Linked DNA regions of Sus scrofa: regions 1 and 3 are each linked to region 2. Evidence: chromatin contacts called from public Hi-C data. All regions are on one chromosome and are shown on one strand. Each heading gives the region's core, a stretch centred on a gene start, on an enhancer-like site or on the middle of the called end of the contact. The rest is flanking DNA. Distances are from core to core; before and after follow the strand shown.

Region 1 (3,518 bases), core at 764-3,263, 480 kb before region 2:
ATCCCTTTTGGTAATTTTCCCTCATTAAGTGAACAAAACAGGCCTGGCCCCAGAGTTACTACGCTGACTTCGTTCTAAGTTCCTTAGAGGCCCTTTCTCTACTTCAGACTGAGCTGAAGAAGCTATTAATTTAATGTCCTCCTGAGTTAAACTTCCTGTTGGAAAAAGCACTGTCTAAAATATCCCAAGAAACTTACTATGGTGCCTATTAATAATCTGAAAGTCACCTTGTTTACCATACTAGAATCATTTGTTCTTTGGGGAGAACTTTTCTCTCAGCGGATGAATACTGTATCCTTCCCTTGTCAATTAGCTATCTTTCTTTTCATTGAATAAACATTGATTTGGAACCAAGTATGCATTAGACACTGTGCTGAGAGAGAAGGCTAGGGAAATGCATACAGTTTTCACTTTGGGGGAACTCAGTATCTAAGAATGGAGCTAGATAAATACTTATAATACAGTGCAGCTGCTGAATGAGAGTAGACGTATGCATTCAGGAGGGACTACCAAACTTGGCCTGAGCCAGTCAGGAAAGATCCAAGGAAGAACAGCAACCACCATATTTGGCAAATAAGAATTCTTACCATTTTAATCTGGACTCTTGAGAGAATATGAGGAAACCTGAGGATTTTTTCCTTAAAAAAAAAAAAAAGGCCAAAATTCTGCATACTATTTCATATATTTACCTTGAAACGCTACATATTTCAACGTAAGAATCCCTGGTCTAAAGGCATCTTAATATTTTCAGTTTCAATTAGCTGTGTGTGTACTATAAATAACCTACCCTTTCTCCTATTCTAAAACTACTTTTTTTTCCGGTTTTTAAGGTAAGTGCTTTATAATATTCTAGACTCTCACCTCATCTTTTTTTCTTTCATGATCTTACAGACCTTAGTTATTACCTGAAGTGTAAGCTTTTTTTCCTTGCTAACCTATATGCTACAGTTGCAATTAATTCTATTTTGTAGTTTTAGGAAAGGTGATAATATTTTTTTGAGCCACCTTTAAAAAGAAAGCACTTTTGACATAAGTCGTTTTACACCCATAGCAGTTTTACTTTTGCCTTATCTACAATTTTCCCCGTGGGTTTTGTTTGTTTGTTTTGGTCTTTTGTCTTTTTGCCTTTTCTAGGGTCGCTTCCTGCGGCATATGGAGGTTCTCAGGCTACGGGTGGAATCGGAGCTGTAGCCGCAGGGCTACACCAGAACAGCAACATCCCCATACAAGCCGCGTCTGCGACCTACACCACAGCTGACGGCAACGCCGGATCCTTAACCCACTGAGCAAGGCCAGGGATGGAACCCACAACCTCATGGTTCCTATTTGGATTCGTTAACCACTGAGCCACGATGGGAACTCCCCCCCCCCGGGGTTTTTAAGCACAAATTTTACATTTGACTCTTGAAGATTTTTCAAGAGTTATGTATGTGCGTATTTGAGGCCAGTTGTTAACAGCTGTTAATCCTCTAAACCTTTCAATAGAAGTTTAATATATATAGCACGTGAATGTTTTCTGTATGCCCACGCTGGTACTGAGAAACGCCTGAGGACTGAGGAATGACCAGGGCTCAAAAGCTTACATTCTCGCAGGGGTGGCACCGGACAGGTGCAGTGCCGGTTCAGAGGAAGCGCGGGGAGGGAGGGATCCGGGCTCCTGGCTCCGAAAAGGAGTGGAGAATTCCCTCCACTTCTCACGCCTTGAAGGTCTCCTACTCAATACCTTATCCTGGTGTTCTGAGGGGTGTGGTGTTTGTCGTTTCGCTTTATTAAGTAAAGAGGAATTCGGGAAAGGAGGAACTGAGAGGGTCCCGGAATTTCTTCAAGAACCAGCCGAAAGTCGGGCCCCCGCGGGGTTACGCGAGAGCCGAAGCGCCGTGGAAAGTGCGGCTTCTGCGCGCGCCCGGCCGCGGGGTTTAAATCTCCCGCCTCCCGCAGCGGGAGCCCGACACCTCCACGCTCTGGTGCGGAGGGGCACCAGCTGCGGGAGCGGCCGGGCGGCAGCGGCGCTGGGCTCGCGGGCGGCGGCCGTGGGAACGGGCGCCCTGGACCGACCTCTGCGCCGCCCAGCGCGACCGGAGGCGGAGGAGGAGCGGCGCGTCGCGGCCCGGCCGGGCGTCGAGGTGAGCGTCTGCGGCTCCCCTGACCCCCACGCTCCAGGGCGGCGGAGGGCCGCGCCCTCCCAGGCCAGTCGGGGCCGGAGGCCAAACCCTTGGTTCCTATGGCGACGCCCCAAGGTGGAGACGCAGCGGGCGGTGCCTGAGTTGAGCACAAGAGGGCACTTGGGGCCTCGCCGGCCTCCTCGGTTGCCTCGGGGAGCATGAGCCCTTCGGCCTCCCTCCCAGACAAGGTCCTGATGGGAGCTCCTCTGGGCTTAGTATCGGCAGATAGGGCCAGGAGTGGTTTTTGGCTTGGCTGGGTCGCCTCGGGACCAAGGGAGCATCCACCCACGCTCGTCCCGTTAGCTAGAGCGCAGGGCCCTGAGGCTTGTTTGGGTGATTTGTCTCATAGATGGAGATAACTTCCATTAGAGGCAGATGCTCTCGGCCCTGCGGTGCTTTCTTGCTGACCTCCTTTTCACGTCGTGTTTATTTTCATGTCATTATTTTGTAACGGGCATGTCTTCTTTAGGAAGTAAACGGTTAGCGATGGGCAAAAACAAAACATAAGTAAATGTGCGGTTTAAGATGAACTGCGGAAGGCACGAGCTCCCGAAGGGTTCAGCGCTCAAATCTAGAAGCCTGAGGCCTTTATCCCAGCCCCAGGCACCCATCCGCCTCGTGGAAACTCAGCTCACCTGGTCAGATGCCCAAATGCTGTCAGCGGTGAGATACCTGATACTCTGAGAAAGATGGAGAGGGGAAAAAATCCCTCCATTCTGGCAACTAACCCGCGATGCCGTGGATTTGCCAGTAGAGGGGGTGGGATTGTTTTTCATGTAATAGATCTTGATACATAGAACTTAAAAGCTCTCCTAAACTATGAGTCGCTGTGAAAAAGCCTATTGGGAAGATAACGTTTACCCATGGTTTTGGGTTTTCTCTAAGTATTTATGTATTAATTTAATTGGTTCTGACTCAGGCAACATACTGTAAAGTGATAGTACTCTAATCATCTTCACATCAATATTGATGGAGTAGCCAGCCACAGGTGCCTCATCCTTTAGTAGGAGTTGTTTATTCATTTATTGACCAAATAAGCAACCAATGGTATGTATATATTTAATCATATTATATTCGTTGTCTGTGCCTAACATCCAGTGTCCTTTGAAATTTCTGTTTAATAGTGCAGAATGATGTGCATATTGACATTGAAACGTGCAAGACATTATTCTAATTGCCAGTAATTGTCGTTAGATGGTTGCTCAGATCAGCCAGTCCAAAAGTGCAGTCTGCAGACATGAAACTGGTGGAAAAACTAGGAAGCCACATTTTTATTAGAAATATCTAGTATAAAACAATATAGCAAAATTTATACCAATACTGAACTAGGACCAAATCTCAAAATATTAACTATCA
Region 2 (3,715 bases), core at 490-2,989:
AGAAATATCAGCTTTTGGTTTTAAATTATCTTACTGTTTTTTTTCCCACTTTTTTTGGCTGCAGCATGCAATGGATTAGTATGGAATCTCAGTTCCTAGAGCAGGCGCTGAACCAGACCACAGCGGGAAGCTCCAAATCCTAACCACTAGGTCACAAGGGAACTCCTTTATTGGTTTTCTTAAAACAAGTACTTAATGTAATATGCAAATGGTATTTTCAAATGCCAAAGAGAAACTTGGAAAATAAAATGAAAAACTGCACCAAATCGACGTTTTGGTACCATTCCACACTCTCTGCACCCATATCAGTTTTTTTGATTGATGCCTAGAATCATACCATATTTTATCTAGCATTTTTTACCTTGTCAGTACATATGAAAAATATGCTTTTCATTACTATGTTTGTAGAGCACCAGGATACCACTCAATTTACCTCATTCTCTTAACATCTCAATGGCACCCTACTAAACGATAGTCACATTGTTCAATTATTTATTCAATTATTTCCTTGCTGATGAAGTCAATTTTATTTGTTTATTTATTTATGGTCTTTTAGGGCCGCAATCGTGGCATATGGAGGTTCCCAGGCTAGGGGTCCAATTGGAACTGTGGCAGCTGACCTACACCACAGTTTACTGCAACGAGGGATCCTTAACCCACTAAGTGAGGTCAGGGATCGAACCCACATCCTCATGGATCCTAAGTCGGGCCAAGACGGGAACTCCTTGATGAAGTTAATTTTAAACTTTCCCAATTAAAATAAGCAAAACTCAAATTTTCAGCTCAGATTTCTCCCCTGGGCTTCAAACTTGAAATGACCACTGCATTTCCATGTCTAACAGACATCAAACGCTGAAAACGGCCCAAAATGTAACACTTTAGTAACCCTCCCAGATCCCTAAATCTTCTCCCTACCACCACACCCACTTAAACCCCAAACTCACATTCTTTTATCCCTCAGCCAATCCCATCAGTTCTACCTTCTAATTTTCTCCCAATACTTCTTTCCACCCACACAAACCTTAATCCAAGTAACTTCATCTTGTCTAGATTAACGCAAAAATATCCTTGCTTCCTTTCTTGCACCCCGTCCCGCCAATCCACTTCACACACAGCAAAGCAACTTCATTAATAAAGTTAAATCAGTTTACTCCTCCGTTAAAGTCTCCCAATTACTCCTCAAATCACTCAACAAAATCCAAACTCTTTATCATAACCTGTAAAATTCTAATACGGCACCTGCCCACCTCTCTAACTGGGCCAAATCCCCTTACAGAACCGGGAGGCCCAAACAACGCCGCCACGTGTTCACCGAAATAGGCGCCTTCCAGGCCCAAACCTTCCAGGCCCTTCCTTTCGGACCAGGGGGGCAGAAAAGCACCCACGAGAACATGAGCGCTGTCGTCCTCCCCTTAGGTCTTTCCCTCTCCTCCCCTGCCCAACACCCGCCATCCCCCTCCAATGGCTCCCACCTACCTTAAAGATGGCGTAGCCGACGGACGTTTCAAACAGCACCAACATGGTGAAGCCGGGTCAGGGCGCCGAGTGGCGTGACACGAGATCTTAAACCAGTGAAAAAAAGACCAAATTTGTAGGCCCTCAAGGCCCGCAAGGCCGCGGCTGGCCAAGCACTTGGGCGCACGCCGTCCGGCAAAGAGCCAGACCACGTTGCAAAAACGTTCCACACCTGACTACATGCAGAAAGCGTCCCGGCGCTTCTCCTTCCCCAAGGCTTCTGGGACGTGACTTCACTTCCGACAGATGACGCGCAGCAGAGTCGCCCTGGCTTCCGTTTTGTTCCCGCCACAAAGGACCGTAAAAATATCGCGAGATTTCGTAGAGCGCAACCGCGGTTTTATTTGCTCAAGCTCAGAAAAATCTGAAAGGGAAAACTGTCCTGCTTTGGAGAATGGTGGTGGCTACGGGTTACGGGTACGGTCTTGTTCACTGCTGTGGCTTGGGTCGCCGCTGTAACGCATGTTCGATCCCTGGCTTGGGAAATTCCACCTGCTGTAGGTCTGCCAAAAAAAGAAATTAAAAACAAAAATAAACAAAACCTTCAGGGAGTTCCTCTTGGGGCTCAGCAGGTTAAGAACATAACTAGCATCCATGAAGCGGCAGTTCGATCCCTGGCCTTGCTCAGTGGGTTAAGGAGCCAGCATTGCGGCAAGCTGGGGGCTTGTAGGTTGCAGATGCAGCTGGGATCCCATGATGCAGTGGCTAGGCTGGTAGCTGCAGCTCCGTTTCAACGCCTAGCCTGGGAACTTGTGAGGCAGAATAATAATTCCAATAGTTAGTGTAGGAACACGGGCTTCCATATATTCCCTGATTAATGTCCACGGTTTTAAATTTGTAAAAACAAATCAAGATAAACAGCCCTTGCTTGTTGGAAGATTAACTACTGAAAGTACATCTGTGGACATTAACCTCTGATCTACACATTTGGCTGCTAGAAAAGGAATGTAAAGAATGGCAACTCTAAGTCTAAGGGAAAGAAGAACAAAAGGACCATAAAGCCTATGGAGTATATCCTGACTCTAAGCCCCTATTGGACAAGGCCCAGTATAGGTGCTGGGCAAGGCCAACAGGGAGCAGGACTGATAGCAGGACCCCATGTTGGTACCCCTGTCTTTAAGAGATAACACCTCCTTAGAAAGTTAGTGTGTGGGAAATCTTCCTCTCCCTCGCAGTGTCTGTGCTGGGAGCTATCTGCCTTTCTCTAATAAAGACTTTTGCTTTCTTGCTGCCTGTGTGTTCACAAAGTTCATTCTTCAGCTCCGTGAACAAGAACTGGGATTCCGGTAACATCTTTCCGGGGCCTGTCCAAGATCTGATACACCAGCACTCATAAGGTAAGCAAGCTTGTGATTTTGCTTTCTACTTTGTTCAGTTCCTATTTGCCTCTTGAAAGGAGAATGAATGTGTGTGCCTGAGACGTGTCATGGACACAAAGCCAGTGTGGAGTCCTGATCCAAGTTTCCATTTAAGCCCCTGAGTGACCTCATATGGCTATAAGGCAGACCTTCTGAGCCCAGTCAGACCAGGAGTCCCAGTCGGGGGTTTACATGGACTTGCCATATGCTGAGAGGCACCAAACGGGATGTCCCACGAGGGAGACGGCCAAAGACGGCTGAAGCAAGTCACAAGGCAAACTTTACAACGTGGCCTTCCCCTTCTCCCACCCTGGGTACTCCTCCCTCTATATACTCTAGCCTTTGTAAAGCATTTTGGAAACCACAAGTTACTTTATTCCTGAGGATTAGCAATTTTCAAAAGACCTGTCATAAACAAAAATACTGTTTTTGAGACTTTTTTTTTTTTTTCGTCTTTTTGCTATTTCTTTGGGCCGCTCTCACGGCATATGGAGTTCCCAGGCTAGGGGTCTAATCGGAGCTGTAGCCACCGGCCTACGCCAGAGCCATAGCAACACGGGATCTGAGCCACGTCTGCGACCTACACCACAGCTCACGGCAACGCCAGATTGTTAACCCACTGAGCAAGGGCAGGGACCGAACCCGCAACCTCATGGTTCCTAGTCGGATTCGTTAACCAATGCGCCATGATGGGAACTCCTGTTTTTGTGACTTCTTAAAAGGTGAGGGAGGGTTTAAAGTAGCCGTCCCTACCCCCTTACGAGACTCACCTCCATCTTCCCTATTTTTTACAGCATATCAGGAAGCAGCATATCACAGTGAGCAATGTTAGCTGAGTGGCC
Region 3 (3,360 bases), core at 303-2,802, 290 kb before region 2:
TTTTGAGTTACTCTTTATGACTGACTCCTGTGGAACCCAACGGCTCCATTCAGAACCTTCCCCAAAAAAGCTCCCAGATCTAAAGAAAAACAAATTTCTGATCGCTAAAATAGTAACAAGGAGACAAACCTTGGATCTTTTTTTTTAACGGTTTTACATCTTAACCACAAAATCAGTATATCAGAAAACACTCAGACCCTCAAAGCCCAAAAACCTTCCAAAAGAATCTTACTTATTTTTCACTTTTTGCTACCCATTTAACAAGTCTTAGGAAACAACCCGCTCCCTCTTCAGAGACCCAACCAAACCTGCTATACTAAAGCATTCAAGGCCCCCAAATCTCAAACTGTTTTGTCAAACGGAAATACTCAACCACAGAGATGTGCTATACTAACATTAGCCATGTCACTAAAGTGACAAACCATTCCGAGCCTCATCCCCCAGGGAGGGTAAGAAGTAACCAGCGCGCGACCAGAACCCCGAGGTTTATCATTAACGCATCAGCCCAAGCACAAGGTTAGCGAATGCACCTCCACTGACGGACACCAACGCGGGGCCGACGCAGAGACCAAAGAGGCGGGAGGGGAGCTGCTGGGGGCGCCGGGAAGGCCCGGGAAGACGCGGCTGCACCGCCCGGGCCCCGCCCCCGGCCCCGCCCCCTACCACCCCAGCTCCGCGGCAACGCTGCAGTCCCCGCGCGGTAGCAGCGGGAGCCCGGGACCCCTTCCCCTCGCCGCGCGGCCCCCAGCACGTACCTGCTTTGCAAACCGGGGCGCTAGGGCTCCTCCTCTCCGGGGAGCTTCGGCTCTGCTCCGGGGACCTCCTCCGGTGCCGAACGCGGGCTGGGGGTGGGGCCGCGCTCACCTCGCCTGTCCACAGGTGGGTGGGCGACGAGCAAGGAGACGACACGGTGCCCAGCAGCGGCGGCGGGGGCTGCGGTCGTGGGGGGCTCCCGCGAGCCCCGGGCGCGGCGCCGCGCGTGGGGCTGGTGCCTCTCGTGGACGTCGCGGACGCGCCCGTCTGCGTGGCCACCGTGGGGCTGGTGCGCGCGGCCGCACTCCCACCGCCCCGCGTGGGGCTTGTGCTGCGCGAGGCGGTGCGCGGGGCCCCGCCGCCGGAGCTGCCGCCGCCGCCCGAGGGGCCTGAGGCGCCACCACAGCAGCCGCCGTTGTTGTTGCCGCCGCCGCCGCCGCCGTTGCTCCTCGTGGGGCTGCCATGTTGCTGCTGCTGCTGCTTCAGCTGGAACGGAACCGTCGCCCTCATGGGCTGCAGGCGGCTCCCAGATCCCCCGGCCGTGGTGACCGCACCGCCCCCAAGGGAGCCGGCCGGCGTGGGGGACCCATTGCGCCTCACCCGCTGGGACATAGTCCCCCCCCTCCCCGGTGACTGGGCGAGACGTGGGGTTTTGTTGTTGTTGGGTTGCGGGGGAAGGATTCTCGAAGCCGGAGGGAAGGCCCCCGCGATGGGGTGACGAAACCGGAATCCGGGGTGCGGGAGGTGCCCAGGCCACGGCCAGCAGCAAAGAGATGGTGCAGCCGCCACCGCCGCTGCTCCTCCTCATCAACAATAGTGTCTCCGCCGCTTCCCCCGCCCCCCGCGAGCGCCCATTGGTGTAGCGTCAGCCGCGCTCGAGCCGCTCCACCGCACCCATTGGCTGCGAGCAGCTCGGGTCCCGGGCCCCCGGGGCCTTAGAGAGCCTGGGTTTGCTCGGAGACCGTCTGCTCTTTAAAGAGAAAGAGACCCGCCCCCCCCGGGGGGGGCGGGGGTGGAGGGGGAGCGGAGGAAACAGGCTGTGTGTATGTGTAGAGTGCGCGCGCGCGTGTGCGTGTGTGTGTGTGTGTACACGTGAGTGTACACGCGTACGCGCGCGCCTGGCCACGCGCGTCTTTCACTTTATACTGTGTGGAACCCTGGGGACTCAGATTCTGGAATATTGCCAAAGGGAATGCCCTGAACCAGAGCGATCCCCAGGGATATCTGAAGTCTTTCCCCCAAAACTCATTTCCTTACCTCAGTATTAACTGGCACAGTCCTTGTGCGTGCGTCTCTTTCTGGCTTTTTTTTTCTTGATCTTTTTGTTCTGTCCTAATTCCGCCTATGTTTGGACAGGACTCAAAGGAAAAGAAATTTAATAAGTCTTACTGGCATTTTTACACATCTCCTTTTTTTTTTTTTTTTTTTTTCCCCCAGTCTCTAGAAAGAACCAAATCTCAGAAAGGTTAAAATTGCTGGTTAAAAAGCGGTTTTAGATTGTATATATGAAGTCCAGTTTCCAAATACTGTTGCTACATTTCTGGCATCGCGAGTAATCAAGAATTGATTTTAATCAGCTACCTCACACTTCCCTGATAACCTTGGAAAGATGTCTGCTGCCTTACAAGTCTGTTAAGTGTCAGAGTTTTCAAAGGGTTTTGTTTCTATCCTCACAGTCATTATTTGAGACACAACTGGATGAGCCATTCATATTGATGTGTAGTGGAGGAAATAGGTCTTTGTAGTATGGGCAAGAACTCAGTAAGACCAGTTTTAAAATAACCTTAGAGGCTCCTCATCAAGACAAAAAAAAAATGGTAGTCCCATACTCCACATACTCACCTCTCAGGCTAAAAATTGCCTGTCCATGACCTCTTTTCCCTTTAATAATTTATTCCTTTTTTTTTTTTTTTTTTTTTTTTTTTTTTGTCTTTTCAGGGCCACACCCGAGGCATATGGAGGTTCCCAGGCTAGGGGTATAATTGGAGCTGCAGCCACCAGCCTACACCACAGCCACAACACCACCAAATCCAAGCCGCGTCTGCGAACTACACCACAGCTCACAGCAATGCAGGATCCTTAACCCACTGACCGAGGCCAGGGATTGAACCCGCAACCTCATGGTTCCTAGTCGGATTCGTTAACCACTGAGCCACAACAGGAACTCCCTAATACTTTATTCTTTATACATTCTACACAGATTTCATCTTGTGAAAATATGGGAGTGGAGAGCCCAGTGTGTTCCACTCCAGACCTGAAATTCTCCTGGGTGCTGTGCACTGTGGCAGGAAAGCCTTTGAAGACCTAGAGAAAAGATTTGTATCCCAGATCCACCACAGACTCTATGGCCTTGGATAAGTCACTAGCCAGCATTCTTAGCTGTAAAATGCAGTTAAACAGTACCATCCCCTTTATACACTTGTTCTTATTAACCAAGGGCTAAATGAGAATGTGGTGCCTAGAAGGCACTCAGTACTGAATCTCCTTGTGATTCAGAGGCCCACATCTCTCCTTAACACCCATTCCTCTTCTCTTCCCCACCACAAAGAGAAGCCCCAAGCCCTTTTCCCAGGTTATCTGGTGCTCTCAATAGACCCGACATCATTA

The links. A called contact is a pair of places that touch in the nucleus more often than the background predicts.
Region 1: a Hi-C map of embryonic fibroblasts shows a contact between it and region 2, with 2.9 times the contacts expected there. The contact joins the promoter of ICA1L here to the promoter of NOP58 in region 2. A contact is called at or near these places in 6 of 47 Hi-C or Micro-C datasets (embryonic fibroblasts, heart right ventricle, mesenteric adipose tissue and 2 more) and 1 of 2 datasets of contacts at active chromatin or transcription factors (skeletal muscle).
Region 3: a Hi-C map of heart right ventricle shows a contact between it and region 2, with 4 times the contacts expected there. The contact joins the promoter of FAM117B here to the promoter of NOP58 in region 2. A contact is called at or near these places in 1 of 5 promoter capture datasets (fetal liver) and 1 of 47 Hi-C or Micro-C datasets (heart right ventricle).

The regions. Positions count from the first base shown.
Region 1 is chr15:106,376,068-106,379,585 of Sscrofa11.1, reverse strand. ICA1L (islet cell autoantigen 1-like protein) reads left to right here and starts at 2,013. Exons shown (of 13, transcript XM_021075560.1): 1 at 2,013-2,123.
Region 2 is chr15:105,891,632-105,895,346 of Sscrofa11.1, reverse strand. NOP58 (nucleolar protein 58) reads right to left here and starts at 1,739. Exons shown (of 14, transcript XM_021075921.1): 1 at 1,477-1,739. The coding sequence starts at 1,521. LOC102166561 (a long non-coding RNA gene) reads left to right here and starts at 1,785. Exons shown (of 3, transcript XR_308179.3): 1 at 1,785-1,932; 2 at 2,764-2,852.
Region 3 is chr15:106,181,409-106,184,768 of Sscrofa11.1, reverse strand. It overlaps FAM117B (protein FAM117B), which reads right to left and starts at 1,552. Exons shown (of 8, transcript XM_003133590.5): 1 at 756-1,552. The coding sequence starts at 1,365.